Linked DNA regions of Drosophila melanogaster: region 1 is linked to region 2. The links are chromatin contacts, called in public Hi-C maps. All regions are on one chromosome and are shown on one strand. The core of a region is the stretch at or near the end of the contact, and the rest is flanking DNA. Distances in the headings are between cores, read along the strand shown.

Region 1 (5,751 bases), core at 115-2,614, 130 kb after region 2:
TTGCCCTACCCACTCGTCCTTATCAGTAGCCAGAAGAGAACAGGATGTCAAGAGGTACACTGAACAAAAATTAAGTGAAATGAAAAATGAATATATCTAAATATATATATCTATATCTATCTATCTATAGGCTAACCTTACCGTTTCTAAGGACATAAGCTCTTGTGATGTTTGGAATGTGACCTTAAAGCTTTTAATTTGCAATTTGTTATGCGTTTTTCATTCAGTATAGGCGCTTTTCATTGCTTTTGTCCCTCTCACTTTTACGAGGCTGCTGTAGACATGGGCATAACCATTAAGTGTGATCTGCAGGACCTGCCGCGTTGAATGCATTTGGCATACTAACCGAAACCAACCAACCAACCAGCAACTCCTGGCTCCTTTACGACCCCGTTAAGGTCGAAACGAGTTTTCCTTTTCTTTTGCCTGCTTCGTTTTGTATTGTTTGTTCTATCAAATGTCGAACAAGATACGTGTTGGGCTTTTTAATGACAATGGGTGGGTGTGGCAATCGAGATTTGCTGTCAGACATAACTAATTACGGGAGTGCAGAGATTATTGTAGTTTTCGACTTGCGAACTACAACTAATGATGCTATGCTGCTTTTATATGAGTCATAAACAAATTTATGTTTGATGCGTGAGCTTAAGTTTGAACAAAATCTCAGATACACAAAATGTGCTAATGGGAAAGTCAGCCAGTTAGCAATGCAGAGAGTTCGCTGACATACTTAGCAATCGATGGGGTTTACTCTTAAAATTCCTCCACACACTTAAGCGAATTTCCAACTCTACTATTTCAATTAGCATTTCTCTCTAATTAGAAGCAAGCTATCCCCAGGGCAGAATATCGATTCCGGCCTATCAAAATGCCATTGACTAAGCAGAAACTGCAATGGCCACGCCATCGAAGGCTCATTATCAGAAAATATCAATATTAATTAGTGTGTATTACGTGACAACTTTCGCCCAGTCCTGGACACCAAACTAACTTGGCCACCAGTTCGGGGAGATCCTGCACAAAGCCTGGTCATAATTGTTTTCCGACCTTACCATGGGAATGGACCGAGGCTGGGGAATCGGAAAATCAAGCAACTCGTCCTGGATGGGATGGTAGGATGGATGGATTAACAAAGCGATTCGCAACGACATTAACATTTTCATCAGACCTCGGGCTCAATTTCAGTACCATACCCAACGAGTTGACGTCGTAATCCATCATCGATGCCATTTAGTGAGTTGGGGGGGTGGGAGGCGATGAAGCTTTGAATTTTTATGATTATTATGTATTTGTGCGTTGCGAGGGTCTACCGCGGGGCAGAACCTGCAATAGATGGCTTACTATCAGCGATTCCGCTGACTTAACCATTTATCGCAACTCATGGCGCACGTTTCTCATTAGTCTGGCTTCCACCACCATCGACACACATCCGGCTCCATTGTTGTCCGCGTTCTTGAACAGTGGGGATTACTTGTGAAAAGGGTTAAATTCTGGGATCAGACCTTTATATGACTATATACTTTTGTTTTGCTAAAGTAAAATCGGATAGAAAAAAGCTGGCACGCTCTAAGTTATTGATTTCTGATCTAGAACGCATAACACATACCACATCATATTAAATGAAATTCTAAGAGTAGAAGGAGCTTATTTGAGCACGTTACGGAGTCAGCAATCCTAAAAATGAAAGGGGATCCTATAGGGTTTTCGAAAACCAATCATTTATGAAAAGTTTTCAATCTTGGGTTATCTGATATATGTATTTCTTTGAGAATCATTAGTTGTGCCCCCTATCGACTTTTTCGTACCCATTGTGCTTGCGCTCCATTCGGTGGGTGGCAAAGTGGCAATAATGATGACTGACTTCTACAAAGACACCTCCTTCCATTTGCCTCCTGCCGGCGGACTGTGAACACGTTTAATCCGCTTGCCACAGATTTCTATCACTGTCATGGCTGTTTGTTGTAGCCAGTGCCCCCTGTTAATGTCGCCGGCATTCGAGCCAAGCCCGGCTGCTTGTCACAGTCTGCTATTGTCAGCGAACATCGATACCGCCGGCTGTGGCTTCGTCCTGCGGATGAAAACGGAGCTGTTTTTATTTTGTATTTCCCGCTCCTATCCCGGATCCTTTGGGTTAACATCGACGCCAGTGTCGGATCTGTGCGCGGACTTGCCTCTTTTTTTTTTAATGATACACAATTAGTGGGATGATAAATGGTCTGTCAAATGCAGCATCATCAGGAAGAAGCTGAGCAGAAGCCAGTCAACCCTGGTCATCCTGTACACTGCTGCAAAAAATGCAATTCAAATTTAAAATCTAAAGAAACATAAAATAATGAATGAGTTATTTCTTATCCTGTAAATATTGATAATGACTTGGAGTTATTAAACATTAGTGACATCGTTTTCCATTAAACTAAATGATAGTAAGAGATTTTCCCAGTGTATTTTCACTTCGCTTCTTAATAACAGTACTGAAGTTGGCCTGCGCCTTTGTTGTAGTTTTCCCATTGATATTAGTAGCTTTCTTTGTAGCGCCAAGTGAAACGTATCGGACAGATAGAAAAGAATAACAAAAAAAGATATATATATATATATACATATATTTGTTGGAAAGGGAATAAAAATAAAGTTGGCAGCGAAAGGAAAATAAACTAATGATGCCAGCACCCAGATATTGGATATTAATTGCTACAAATAACAAGATGCGCCGGCTGCATTCTGCGTCTTTGGCAGCCCATGGAGCAAACCATGGAACCCCCGAGCGAGGAAAGCGACAGAATCAATTAAAACGACTGAAATAAATTGTAGACACAAAGTACGACTAAGCAGTTGGGGGCAAACTGTCTGCCGGACGGATATAGCAGGAACTAATTCTGATTAGTGTCGTCAGAGTCCCGGCAACTGCAACCCCAATAAATTAGGGGGTGGAAATCAGCCTGATATCTTGATAAAATTATATACATTTATCAGAATGACTACTTACTTACTCGTATTAGAACGTACTGTGAATTGGATGAAAGTACTGAATGACGTCATAGATCATAGATAAATTTATTTCTACAAAGAACTATTACGTTGAGTTCTTAGGTATAAAAAATGTTTTACTTACGTCGCAATCCTCTTATTTGAGTCTCAACAAGCTCTCGACCACATCCTCCAGTACTACTTGTATAATTGCTAATCAAAAGGGGGAGCTCCGCCAATGGACATCTTCAATAATCCCCCATAGTGCCTCCTCGCACTATCCGGAAATGCAAATGCCATGGCTTTCAAAACTGGAAATTATCGTTAGCAAATCAGGTTGCCACAACGGATCGGATAACGTGGCACGTTGAGTGTTTGCCCTGTGATTCGATTTCACTGCTGGCGACATCAAAGTCGCCGGCCTAACGTAATTTGCATGGACCATGACTATCCGAGAGGCATTTCTTGTTGGCATTCGTGTATCGTGCAACTAAACGCACCCGCATTGTTATCGGATTGCAAATGATGTGGGTGGAATGGGTGTTGGCTGGATGGTTGATGGTTGATTGGGGTGTATAATTTGGGTGGCTGCAACTTTCCATCGAACTTGACTGGGTGTTGGAATAACTGACTATCCCAGAGGGTCATTTAACGTTTGGATTTTTCATTATTAGTTTCTGCGGTTTTATTACGATTCGGTAAATTTAATCGTAACCACATTGATTTGCGGGCTGGTTGGGAAATTCTATAGTTTGAGAGCTTATTAGTTGACATACTCAATCTTTTGAAAATCTGTATTTCAAGCATCGGCTTGATAATAAAATATTAAAATAAAACACAATTATGGTTTAATTTGTTAAATTTATGAGTTCAAGTAGATACAAATAATCATATTTTTGAAGCGATTTGTCAGCTGCCGCTGACCACAGCTATAGATATTATTTTGAAATGAATTAAACTTTAATTATTACAATTTATGAGCTTAGATACAAACCAACAGATTTATTGAGCAATCAGTTTTCCAGTTTTTCCAGTTTATTAACAGATACAACTTTCTTTATATGGGGTTTAATCCTAATGCTACCATAGATACAAACCAAAAGATTTATGGAGCAATCTCGCTGTCAGTTTCTCCTGTACTAGTTAGATAGTTGGATTTACCCCATCTCCCTTTTGATAATGTTCCTCTAAAATTTCCCGAGATGGTCTTCTATCTCGTGCAGGACCACAAGTAGCTGCCATACTGATTGCCTGAATGGAGCGTGAGATTCACACGCATAAACCTCTTCGCAGTCACCTGTAGAAGGGCGATGCCACTCGAGCACGGTTACTTAACTTTTACCGCCGCCGTGTTTTCCGGGGGATGAAAGGAACCGCAGAAGACGGCGAATGGCAACAGCAAATGCTGGCAGGTTGTTATAAGGAAAGCCCCCCAGTTTCGTCCTTTACTGCGCCAGGATGCGAAAACTCACTCAAAATAAATGCGCAATTAATTTTCATGGTAAAACTCGACGGGAACTTGGACCAAAGGTTCAACTGAGTAAAGTGGTGAGAGTTCGGTGCGGGGGTGGGGTTGCAGAAATTGTTGTTTCCTACTACAACTTTTGCCATTGAAGGCAAAAAATAATAATAACAAGCTGCTCTGGCTCTGGCGAAAAGTCCACAAAACTTTGCTTAGAACGGAGGCAACAGAAAAAATGAAATCAAGTAATGAAAGGCAGCCAAGTAAACAGCTGCCGGAACATCAAAAAATATTCTTTTCAATAAAAACAAGCGTGTGAAATATTTATATACTTTTTCCAGTTGTTCAACTGTACGCACAAATTTTTGCAACTACAATAAGCATTTTAAGAAAAGAAATAGTTGTTTAAGTGTGGGGAAAATCATTGGTTATGTATGAAAACACATTTTGTTGAAAGTTTTTATGCATATAAAAAAATTGTCATATAACTTCTGTTTTCAATATAATTATTAAAAAAAATTGTAAAAAAAATCATTTTGAACGATGCTAAAAAATATGTTTAATTTCTTGCCGTGTGCACACTTATTAATTTATATTTCACGCAGAGCTTTGCTGAGTGAATATAAAAATGGAAATCAAAATATTCGGTGGCCACAAATGAGCAAAGTTTTCTTTCGCAGCTTTCACGTACTTTTTGTATTCCGTTTGTCGCTGTTTTTGTTGCTTCCACAACTTTGGGGCAAAGCTGCAGAATTTATTGCTTTCGAAATGCGGTTGCGCATAAATGTGCAGCAAGCAAAACATGAACAATAGAAGAATCTCTTACAACTGCGGTCTCGAATGGACCCGAACTCAAATGAAATGAAAAATCCTCACATAATTGCAAACGCGTGAGATACTTGCCAAATGGCAAAATTATGAAAATGAAATGGAAAAAGCTTTTCGCAGCCTCTTCTGGGCGGTTGGGAAAATCTCTTGGGTCCCTGGCATTCCCGCCCGAATTTTCTGTTAATTTTTTTTTTTTAATATTCCGTTCAGGTTTTTTCGCCTCGAAGGCATTTTGGCGCCTCGTCTTTGGGATTCGCCAACTATTGCCTTGATGCTCTGCCATCTTGGGTACATTTTTCTAATCAAATTCTTAAGCTATTAAAACTCTGTTCTTTTGGGAACAAATTGCTTTTTAGTATATTTTATGTGAATGCATAGCTTTAAATGTTATAGCTTATGGCACACATTTCACAATGGAACCCACTGAAAGGAGCTTAACTATTAAATGCATCAAGAACATAATCCCAACCTTTGGAGCTCACAGGAATATTTAATAT
Region 2 (6,135 bases), core at 2,038-4,537:
CACAAAACGAGAAAATAAGCGCGGCCGCGAAGAAAACAACAGCAGCAACTAAAGTTAAAAGTGGGGGGGAAAAAATAAAGCACAATAATATAGGAAAAGCAAAAGCAGATCCAGAACCAAAACCAAAACCTGACGGCCAGGCTTCCAGTGATTTGGTTCGGTTTGCTTTTTGGCCGTCGCTCGCCCTTCTGCATTCTTTTCGCTTGTTTACTTATTTTCGTGTGCTGTGCGGTTGCTTCACTTGTTGCAGCTGCACAAACGTTCGCCCAAACATATACGAGTATATCCCGCTCGCAACATACGTATGTATATATATTTATTCGGACTCGGTTTCGGGTTCGGTCTGTATGGCATAGATATAGATACGGTGCCTGCCAGAGCCTGTGCGGAAAACGAAAAACGAAATACGAATACGAATACGAAAACCTGTTCCTCCGGCCATTTGCGAGTGTATCGGTGGCGGTGAGAGCCTGTATACGGAATTATTCAAATAAGAAAATCGCCGTCTTGGTCGTCGTAGTCGTGGCCACACAAATGTTCAACAACGATGGCCACATTGGGCCTGTCAAAAGTCTTCATACTGGATAAATACTTTACCGAATTGCAAAAATTTTGGGAGACGGAGAAGAAGCTGCAGGGTAAGTTGGACAATATCCCTAGTCTATCCAGTGACAGGAATTTTAAGTTTGTTGTCCAAGTCTTTTGTACAGGGGTAACGCAAATATTCATCACCATCTTCAGAAATTCTTGAGCATAAACAACTTTCAAAGGAACACATATGCAATTAATTCCTTTGGATAATGATGTTAGTGAAGAAAATACTTAGTTATTTAGTAACTTACGGTTGGAAGGGACAATCATTTAAACTGATACTGCAGCTTAAAGAACTGGCACGGTAAAAATCAAGTTTGTTGCTTAAATCTTTCGAATGATTATAGACAAGATGCGCCAATTTTATAGCATATCATTGTTAACGCAATTAATCCAATATGAATTGCTTATTCATATGTTTTTAAAAGCTCACTGATTTTATTCTAATATTTTTGGACCCCAATGACATGTCCGACTGAAACATAAGCTTAACTTTATATTAAACTTAATGGTCAAGCCATTTGCTTGATTTCTTTTCTGGACTATCTGTCTAGAGTGTCAGTTGATTGGTTCTCGACTTACTTGTCTTTACCATCTTGGGCTGCCTGTTTGAGTTTTTCAATCAACCTCCATGAACATTCGCAGTCGATCGCATTCATATTCATAATCATCGGCAATAACTACAAACCGAATCCGCTTATATGGATACCTGGTTGTATGGGTGTCGCTTGCCTCTCGACTTGCAACATTTCATTTGAGCGACGCGACTGTTCTTCCACACCAACCTTCTCCATTCCCAAGCCCCTGGGCCCACTAAGAGCAGATAACTTGTGCTCGGCTACCAGTTTGGGCCAACTTGGTTACTCAGCTTCCACGAAATTTTGTCGCCCGCTCCATAAAAAAAAAACCCTGAGAACTGAAGCGTAGAGGAAAAGCCAATAAAGCTAATTGCTAAATACATTAATTTCAGTACATTAGTCTAGTTGGTGAAATTATCACCGATTAATTGATTGGAACAGAGACTCGAAATTGTTCGTTTGACTTCGATGTCAGACTTTTCTGTACCTTTTTCTGTGGCTTTTGTCTTATTTCTTGAGTGCAACTTTGGGCCACAGAAAGCACTAAAAAAAACAACAACATCAAAACTGGTTTCCTCTGTCTGAGCTCAAGTCATCAATGATATTGTTTTTTGTATATTGTCGACTCTGATTTTGTTATAAGCCTTCCAGCTTGCCTCTCTGTTTTGGCTCACCGACACATGGGTCGAAGGTATATACCTTTGGTAGTAGTACTCTGCATCCAAGCTTTTCTCCGTTTTTCATTAGCTAATTAATTTGATTTCCCGCTGAAGGCTGTAAAAAATAGTAGACAAGTTTCTGAAACGCATAAGCTTAATAAAATCTTGTTAGCTTGTCAGCGTTTTTCGTGGTGTTGGCTTGTAACAATGACCTCTCGGCCCTGTTTTGAAAGTCTTCATAAATCAGTTGGCATTATTAGCTGTTCGTCGAGTCTGCCCATTGATCTTCTATTCTGGATGTACACACGTCTTTGAAATTTTGTAGTCACCTGCCGCCAATTTGTGTTTCATCTTAGCGCTTTCGGTGTCTCTATTTTTCGTTAACTCCGGCGAAATTAGTTCATTAACATTTTATGTAAATGCTCACCATCTATATCTATTAAAATGACTTTTTCTGCTCCTCTGGCACAAGCCTACCAAAGCGATTCGCGTGCACAAAAGTCTGTTGGCCCGGGCGAAATTAATCGATGTGAATTGATTTTCGTTGTATTGAGTTGTTAATTAGAACTAATTAAATTCCTTTTCGCCATAATGAAGATTTCCATATGGTCTGCTGATTATATGTTTTTAATAGAGAGCCAAAGGCTTAATGCATGTAACTGCAATAAAGGTGTATTTATTCAAGCAATAGCTTAACCAAAAGATTAAGACACCTGTCTTTATTATTTACTTTATTTATAGTACTTTCAATGTGTACCAAAAATCTATTTAAACCAACATCTATTTTAGCAATAATTTAATCTACCGGGATTCAAGTGAAGCACAGATTTAGAATAGAACTATTGGCAGGCGAAATTCAACGTCCTCGATAGTATAGTGGTTAGTATCCCCGCCTGTCACGCGGGAGACCGGGGTTCAATTCCCCGTCGGGGAGACGATTGTCAATACTTTTTTTTTATTAAAATCTTATTTAAAGAAAAGCACATCCCTAAAACATGTTACAATTTTTGGAACTTTTGTAAAACAAAAAGATGGATATAAAAATATAATTTCAATGATCATATTGCCAAGTTTATGCATTATCTTTCTTTATATAAATTTGCAAGAAAAATATTCACTTATTCTCTTGTAATTACATATATGAGCTAAAAAGAAAGGAAATATCCCATCTCCCCGACGGGGAATTGAACCCCGGTCTCCCGCGTGACAGGCGGGGATACTAACCACTATACTATCGAGGATGTTGCGCGCCGATTGCCAATAGTTCTATTTCAGATTCTTCGGTGCTCTCAGTGCAAATTATTGTGCTAAGAATTCAAGGAAACATAAATAACCTATTTTTGGAAAATTTCTTAAATAGCCCAACTTATCAAAACCACCCAAATATTTGAAGGTGTCTTTATTTGAACCTTCTAATTTATCACACTTTCCGTGAATTACCAGTCATTGGCTGCACTCTTTGACAGACAATTCATTAGGTTTCAAGAGCTTTCTTTTTCTTTGTTGACTTTCATATACATAAACTTGTTAAATATGAGAAAGGAACCAATTCCTGAAGTAGACATGAGGATGGTGGCCAAAAACGCGGAGGTTCATCGACGAGGCATTTTGGGTTTTGCTCCCCGGATCGGATTGGTCAATGTTGACTACGACGATCTGGACAGGATTGACAACTTCTATTTGGAGACCCAGAGGTATCGGGACTATTACCGCGATCCGCACAACATTCTGCACAAGCCGGAGCGTTTTCGGCAACATCAGGGAAAATGCTCAATTAAACTGGACACCAGTGTCCAGAACTTGACCAGGCCGATCCGTTGGGTCAAAGAGAAAATGCCTGTGCTCTATCCTCCTTCAAGGGACACTGCGATGATGTTGGGCACACCGATATCATCTAGGATCATAGGCCAATACAACAAGTCGACTTGCGCATCTTTTCTTCATTAGACAAATTGAATTTTAAGCGGCGGCAGGCGAACTGAGATTCCTTGCGAAGTCTTTATTTCCAATTAAGTTGAATGCACTTAGTGGTCCGAAAGGCGCACGCAGATCATCTCAGTTCATCTGTCCACCGAAGGCAGAGCTCGGAATAAAATCAAAAGTATTAATTGTCTATTAAAAAAAAATTTTGAATGATAAACAAGACTATTTCACTTTTCGTCGGTGTTGTAACCAACAATGTAATAAAACAATAACTTTATCCGCTTTTCTTCAGATGCATCTTCATCCAACGAGGCAGTTCATCTGCAGCAGCGGCTCAAAAGCCTGAGCACCGAATTGGTGACTCTGCGAAACCGCCTGCATGTGGGTCATGGACCGGGTCAGGGTCAGAGCCAGGGAAATGGCGCGCAGCCCGTCGCCCCAGCTCCCAATGCGGGTCCCAAGGCCAACAACTTTGACCTAAACGCATCCAGTCCGAATCTCAATCTGAGTTCCAGCGGCGCAGGACTTTCAGCCAGTGCAGTTCAGCAACACACCAATGGACATCACACGACATCGAAGGTAAGTTATGGTATTTAAACATATTCTAAAACTAGGACCCTACTCTAGTATATACAAATCTTAAATCGAACTGTAAGAGCAACAAGCTTGTCCACATTCGATTTCCTTTGATAAAGATGTTTATTTCTCTTCACTCCTCACTCTTATAGAATCACAGCTTCAGCCACACATTGCCCGCAAACTCGGGCTCTGGTGGAGGAGGAGGCGCTGGAGGAGGCGCCGTTGTGTCGGCGAGGAACACGTCGATTCCACATCCACTTCCGCATCAGTTGGCCGAGAAGCCGGGCCTGTCGCATCAGCAGAGTGGCAGCGGACATGGTCAGTCCACCGGGACACTGCCACATATGAGCGGCATGGGAAGTATCCTGGGGCAAAATTCCCATTCCCATGCACCGGTCAACAACAACAGCAACAACTCCAACACGCTGCCCATGCGCACCTCCAACTCCGGACACCTGGGCATCAATGGCGGAGGCGTTGGCCACCATCTCAGCCACGCCCACAGCCAGCAATTGCCATTCATCCCGCAGTCGAAGCACACGAATCCCTGCCAGAGTGTGAAGACTCTGCCCTTTGGATTCGGATTCTCCGAAAGTCAGCAGAAGATGCAACAGCAGCAGCAACAGGGCAACTCCTCGCCCAAGGACATGCAGGATCTGATCCACTTGTCGGGACCGCTCACCGAACATGCCGTGATGCGAACGCTCCAGGCCCGATTCAACGAGCGGCGGTACTTTGTGAGTATTAGCGGGATCCGCCTTGGCGAATCACTTGTGTCCACATAGAGGAACATAAACCATTTGAAACCGGTCCCGGAGAGACGGGTCTACAGCAATTATTCTGATAGTTTGTCATTAAAACCCAACTCCGTTTGCACTCAGCCTCAGATTAACTGCTAATTTCGACAATTACTTGGCGGAAGGCCGAGGAAGTCGATATGATCTAGTCGAGGGGAATAGTTTGACAGCCGGTGTGGCGGATGAGGTGTGAGCATATGAACAGACCAGTTGGGTCTTGGATCGGGTTTTGCACATTTGCTGGTAGTGTTTACTCAATTTAATGGGATGGAGATTGTTAGTTTTTAGCCCCGCTCTTTCTTTATCCAAGCATATCTCAGAAGTTATAAAAAAGTGATTTAAACCTAATTTGATTATGTAAAATAAGCAGTTGTAGGGCATTTAATACCATTTTTTACAGAAAGGTTCTATAAGCAATTAGATTCCAAACCAAGATTTTTTAGTTTTAAGACGTCCAAATATCCTGCGAAGTGGCTTGCTGACCCCATTGTTCACTCATTTATACATGTTTCCTCGAATTTATCAAATGACTTCGAAGCATTTGACTCACCCGGTTAATTAATGTACTATCATTTATCTTGCGCGCGGTGTTTCAGACGAACGTGGGTCCAATCTTGCTCTCCATCAATCCGTACCTGGACGTGGGCAACCCGCTGACCCTCACCTCCACCCGCGCCATGCCGCTGGCCCCGCAGCTGCAGAAGATCGTCCAGGAGGCAGTGCGTCAGCAGAGCGAGACGGGCTATCCGCAGGCCATCATTCTCTCGGGAACATCGGGCGCTGGAAAGACGGCCAATGCGATGCTGATGCTGCGCCAGCTCTTCGCCATCGCCGGCGGAGGTCCAGAGACTGATGCCTTCAAGCACCTGGCAGCTGCATTCACAGTACTTCGATCCCTGGGATCCGCCAAAACTACGACCAACTCGGAGTCCAGTCGCATTGGCCAGTTCATCGAGGTGCAGGTCACGGATGGGGCACTCTACCGCACCAAGATACACTGCTACTTCC

The links. A called contact is a pair of places that touch in the nucleus more often than the background predicts.
Region 1: a contact with region 2 is called in a Hi-C map of the Kc167 cell line, with 4 times the contacts expected there. A contact is called at or near these places in 16 of 107 Hi-C or Micro-C datasets (the Clone 8 cell line, the Kc167 cell line, the ML-DmBG3-c2 cell line and 4 more).

What each region holds. Positions count from the first base shown.
Region 1 is chr2L:8,612,802-8,618,552 of dm6, forward strand. The region is part of intron 3 of Sema1a (Semaphorin 1a); the gene reads left to right. Among named protein-coding and RNA genes, the nearest start is that of tRNA:Asp-GTC-1-6, 4.4 kb to the right of the region's middle.
Region 2 is chr2L:8,479,087-8,485,221 of dm6, forward strand. CG43796 reads left to right here and starts at 3,288. Exons shown (of 1, transcript NM_001273325.1): 1 at 3,288-3,919. The coding sequence starts at 3,392. The coding sequence ends at 3,775. dachs (dachs,) reads left to right here. Exons shown (of 9, transcript NM_001201801.2): 4 at 4,044-4,330; 5 at 4,480-5,067; 6 at 5,724-6,135. It overlaps tRNA:Asp-GTC-1-2 (transfer RNA:Aspartic acid-GTC 1-2), which reads left to right and starts at 2,691; the gene lies at 2,691-2,762. tRNA:Asp-GTC-1-3 (transfer RNA:Aspartic acid-GTC 1-3) reads right to left here and starts at 3,069; the gene lies at 2,998-3,069.